Regions from separate parts of the Triticum aestivum genome. Here region 2 is linked to region 1. Evidence: chromatin contacts called from public Hi-C data. All regions are on one chromosome and are shown on one strand. The core of a region is the stretch at or near the end of the contact, and the rest is flanking DNA. Distances in the headings are between cores, read along the strand shown. Region 1 holds the start of LOC123123804 (probable glutathione S-transferase GSTU6). Region 2 holds the start of LOC123091355 (glutathione S-transferase U17).

What was found. Hi-C and Micro-C count contacts between places; a contact is called where the count stands out from the background.
Region 2: a Hi-C map of leaf shows a contact between it and region 1, with 5 times the contacts expected there. The contact joins the promoter of LOC123091355 here to the promoter of LOC123123804 in region 1. A contact is called at or near these places in 2 of 5 Hi-C or Micro-C datasets (both in leaf).

Annotation. Positions count from the first base shown.
Region 1 is chr1B:355,071,763-355,074,462 of IWGSC CS RefSeq v2.1, forward strand. It overlaps LOC123123804 (probable glutathione S-transferase GSTU6), which reads right to left and starts at 1,451. Exons shown (of 1, transcript XM_044544432.1): 1 at 486-1,451. The coding sequence starts at 1,335. The coding sequence ends at 634.
Region 2 is chr1B:355,990,498-355,993,274 of IWGSC CS RefSeq v2.1, forward strand. It overlaps LOC123091355 (glutathione S-transferase U17), which reads left to right and starts at 1,302. Exons shown (of 2, transcript XM_044512851.1): 1 at 1,302-1,708; 2 at 1,839-2,353. The coding sequence starts at 1,373. The coding sequence ends at 2,216.

The DNA.
Region 1 (2,700 bases), core at 201-2,700:
ATTTTGTCCTTGGATTGGATTCTTACCGGTGTTTCTGTAAGGGCATGGCCAATGCTACACGCTGGACAGTAGCTCCAGCTATCCACTTCGGCTCAAATGGTCCAGGATGGTTGAAAAGGTTGTGCGCAGAGTAAAGCGGGTTCCTACAGAGGAGGCTGCCTCCTTACTGACAAAAGCTGCTATGGTGGTGGGTGGTGTGTGTGTGAGGCAGCATATCATAGTTTTGGAGGAAAGTATGAGAGAGAAATTGATAAGTAAGGAAAGAAAAGAGAGAGGGTGGGTCCCAAAGTAGGCTGCAACATTCCATGAGAGTTATTTCATACGGTGGTCTCAAATTGACTGATCTACGTGGATGGGCTGAGGCAGCATCAAAGTGCTGCCTCCATTGTACATGCCCTAACTGCAAGCGTGCAGTCGTCACCGCACCAGGCAGTCGATTTTCTGTTTAAGCATCAATAAAGTTTCACTTTTTGGTTCCTGGGAAATCAACAAACATCAAAATTATTCAGCATCGTTTGCCCTTGGTACAACACACGACATGCGGTGCATTTATTCAGCACACACTGGACGGACTCAGACACGCACACACACAAACACACATGTCACGAGCTGGCGATGTCACGGGCTCACAGTTCACTTCGCTTTGGCGGCGACCCAAGCGAGCACGGTGGGCAAGAACTCGAGCATCTTGTCGGCGTCGTCCGGCACGACGCCCTTGGCCGCGTCCGCCGCGCGGAACTGCTCCTCCCACCTGGCCAGCAGCGGCGTCCTCGCCGGGTCGATCAGCCGGCGCCCGATGATCTTGTCGATCGCCCCGAACCACCCGAGGTAGCCGCCGAGCACGACGTCGACGAACCCGATGGCGTCGCCGCCGAAGAACGCCTTCCCCTTGGAGCACTCCGCGAACGCGCCCTCCAGCGTCTCCAGCGCCGCCACGGCCCGGGACACGGCCTCCGCCCTCTCCTCCTCCGTCTTGCACGAGAAGAGCATCCCCGTCCACGCCGACCCGACCTTGTCGTCGACGTACGCCGCCCAGAAGCGCGCCGTGGCGCGCTCGTAGGGGTCGGCCGGGAGCACGGACGGGCCGGCCCCCGCCCAGACCTCGTCGATGTACTGCACGATGACCTGGGACTCGTTCACGGGGCGGCCGCCGTGGAGGAGGACGGGCACGCTCTGGTGCACCGGGTTGGAGCCCAGGAGGAGCGCGCTCTTGCTGCCCAGGTTCTCCTCCACGTACTCGTACGGCAGAGACTTGAGGTTGAGCACCACGCGCACCCTGATGACGAACGGGCTCGTCCACACGCCCAGCAGCTTCAGCTCGCCGTCTCCCGCCATTGCAAGTCCTGCTGATGTGCGGAGCAACGAACTGTGAGGGTAGGAGACGTGTATGGCGTTGATGAAAGTGGTTGTAGAATGCTCGGGTTGTGGTATGATTACCTATGATTATACGAGCCAGCCCGCATGAGTTTATATACAGGAAGATAATGGGAATGTGCAGGTAAATTGTCTGTTTGACTGGTACGTGGACGTCTTTGATGGACACGTTCGACGTTGCTACAGAAATGTTTCAAGTTTGTGGACTTTGATGCGAAGCCGTTCAACGTTTTGCAAAGAGGGGAAATGGAAGCTTCAGCACAGGAGCACGCACGTTTATTAGGAGAAAACTAGTTTGTTGACTTTGATGTCGTCAGCACGGACGTGGTACGATACTCAGATGGTAAAATCAAATTGTTGTTTTGTTCTGAGAAAGGTAGCAGCCAAAGCAACCACTCTATTTCCGGGCATCTCTTTCGTCGGCCCTTTCACTAGCATAGCATCGAATTAGCCGTTTAACGTTTTGCAAAGAAAGGTCGCGGTGAAATGGAAGCTTCAGCACAGGAGCACGCACGTTTATTAGGAGAAAACTATATCCATCATTTGTGAATTCGCTGGCGCATAACAAAAATATCCCTGAACTTGAGAAATACAATAACTCAGTACTTAACATACGAATTTCACTCGGATTTAACCACCAATTTCCATCACTAAGGGGCGACGGCAAGCTAACACTGATTACGTAGTGATTTGAACTCTAAAAGAAGACCAATTTTAAGCCCTAAACACTGATTTCTTCAGACGTCGTCGTCGTCGGCAAACCCAGCTACTCTGAGTCCTCATCGTCGCCATACAAGATCTTGTTGGAAATATTAGCACTTTTTGATTAAATTAATCCACAAATAAACAGTAAGCATGACATATACGGTATGCATCTCATAGCAATACTGTCGTGGTGATCTCACGGCAGATGCCATGGGATGGCCTAAAGAGGGGACAAGGATAAGGGCACCAGTGGGTTCCAGAGCCGAGGTTGGCACGCGCAAGTGTAAGACACGAGACGTACCCAGGTTAGGGGCTTTCCGAAGAGATAACACCCCTAATCCTGCCGAGTGTGGTTTATATGAGGTAGATACAAGCTTGCTCCTAGAGCTGTTCTGGGGAGGAAGAAAGACTGGCCAGTGCATAGGCTGCTCCTTCTCCGTGTGTGTGTGAGTGTGTGGCTAAGCTTAACCAGGGGATCGGCCCTCTGCATGGAGGGGCACCGGGGGTCTTATAGGCTGCCCCCCCGGGGGTTACAATGGTAAAGTTACATGGGTGCGGGACCCGGGTGTCAGCGTCTAGGAGCCGGCAGTGGGGACCGCCGGGTCTGCCAGGTGCCTGTCT
Region 2 (2,777 bases), core at 52-2,551, 920 kb after region 1:
TTCTTTTTGGTTCTAATTTCAAATTTATTTGAAATTGTACATTCATATGCATGTATGTAGTACCGTAGAATATATGAAACTCCTTCAAAATTAAAATAAAGCACAAAAGAAATAAAACAATACAAATTAAACAGAAAACAGGTTTAGGGGGGGGGGCTAAAACCCTAAACCTGCGGCGGCCTTTAGTCGCGGTTGGCCAGAAGAACCGCGACTAAAGGTCCTCCGCCCCGACGGCCACCTGGCGCCCACGTGGACGGGCCTTTAGTCGCGGTTCTTAAGCAACCGCGACTAAAGGGGGGGGGCTTTAGTCGCGCCCGTTCGGTCGCGGTTGCGCAACCGCGACTAATGGCAGTTGCGAACCGCGACCAAAGGCCCTTTTTCCACCAGTGATGCTTGGAAAGTTAAAGTAACTTTGAAAATCAAAGTGTTTATGTGGTTTGTGCATAAGCAAGTTATTTTGACTAAGGATAATTTGGCAAAACGCAATTGGACATGATCTACGAGATGTAGCTTTTGCGACCAACACGAACCAATCAAACACCTCTTTTTTGATTGTCCGCTGGCAAAAATTATGTGGCGGTCGGTTCACATAGCTTTTAACATTACCACCGTACTCTATCAACGCGTTATATGGGGCGTGGCTTGATGGGATAGATTCAGATACAATAAGACATATTCGTGTAGGTGTATGTGCTTTATTATGGGCAGTCTGAAACTGTAGAAATGATCTGGTCTTTAACAGAATAACAAATATTCACCTTTTGCAGGTTATCTTCAGGGCCACTGTGTTGATTCGTATATGGTCGCTACTCACTCCAACGAAGGCCAGGGAGCGTTTAGTTACTGCGTCTACCCAATGGGAGATGGTAGCACGGGATATTTTCAACCGGTTTGAATGGCGGTTATGTAATAGGACAGGCATGTAGTGCTCCTACCTTTTCATGCCAGTCGGTTGTGGCTTTTCTACTACTGATTAGCTCTTCGTGAGCCTTTATTTTGTTCTTTGTTCGAGACTTGGAGACTTATGCTGGACCTTTTGTTTATTAATAATATTGGCCGTATGCATCGTTCTGATGCAGAGGCTGGGGCGAATCCCCCTTTTTGAAAAAACGTGGTCTCGAGAAGGTTACCTGACCACAGAAAATCCGATACACGCTCGCTCCTGTGACGAAAGGGCTCGCATCAAGTCATCAAGAAACGTGCGTCTAGCTCACTGGTACACAAGTCGAGCGACGCACGGCTTCAAACCATGACGCACGCGACGACGTCGAAGCCGTAGTGGCCGATGCTTCAATTCACTTCATATAGACATACCGCCTCAGCTCAGTCCTCACTGCAGAAACACCACACGATCTGAAAAAATCGACAAAACATGTCGTCGGAGAAACAGGAGACGGCGTCGGTGCGCGTGCTGGGCAGGTGGCCGAGCCCGTTCGTGATCCGGGTGCTGATAGCTCTTGGGCTCAAGAGCGTGGACCACGAGCTCGTGGAGGAGGCCGTGGGCAACAAGAGCGAGCTGCTGCTCGCCTCCAACCCCGTGCACAAGAAGATCCCCGTGCTCCTGCACCACGGCAGGCCCGTCTCCGAGTCCCTCATCATCCTCCAGTATGTCGACGAGGCCTGGGCCTCCCAAGCCCCGGCGCTCCTCCCGTCCGATCCCTACGCCCGGGCGGCCGAGCGGTTCTGGGCCCAGTACGTCGACGACAAGGTAAAAAGACAAGGCAATCCAGTTCTGATTTTCGCTTTGAACTTCTCAGTTCTCAGCAACAAAATGATAGTATGAGATTACAAAGCTTTCCCCTAAACAAACGTGTGCTCCCTGTTCAATGGATGCGTAGTTCCCTACGGCGATCCGCGTCCTGAGGGGAAGGCTGGACGGAGACAAGGACGAAGCGGCGGCTCAGGTGTGCGCCGCTCTGCAGCACCTGGAGGTGGCCTTCGCCGACTGCAGCCAAGGGAAGGATTACTTCGGCGGCGACGGCGTGGGTTACCTGGACATTGCTCTGGGGTCGCACCTCGGATGGATCAGGGCGGTAGAGAGGATCGCTGAAATCAGGCTGCTCGACGCGGCCAAGGTTCCTAAGCTGGCCGCCTGGGCGGATCGGTTCTGCGCCCACCCGGCGGTGGCGGACGCCATGCCTGAGGTGGACAGGTTCGTGGAGTTCAGCGTCAAGAATGGCGGCGCTGTGAAGGCGGCTAGTGCTAATTACAAGTGAACGAACTGTGGTGGACACTAGACAGTGCTCGATGGCATAGCAAGAATAAGTAACCTGCTGGCTAAGTAACCTGCTGGCTGTCGGTGTAAACCGTCCTTTTTACACGAAAATGATAAATCCCGAACGTTCGGATTTAAGCATGGCAATCTAAATGTTTTTATGACAACATTAATTCACGTGAGGTTGACAAACATGTTTTAACAACTAAAGTTGTCACCTCGCATCAACTAAACTTGTCATGAAAAAACATTCGGAATTACATGTTTAAAATCCGAAAATCGGGATTTATTGGGGTCTTTTTTATAATGAAGAAAAGAGCTCTTGGTGAAATGCGGCTCAATACTGTTTAGAAATTCTAAATGTTTTTATGGCAACATTAGTTCACGTGAGGTTGACAAACATGTTTTAACAACTGAAGTTGCCACCTCGCATCAACTAGACTTGCCATGAAAAAACATTCGGAATGACATGCTTAAAATCCAAAAATCGGGATTTATTGGGGTCATAATGAAGAAAAGAGCTCTTGGTGAAATGCGGCTCGATATTGTTTAGGAATAACTA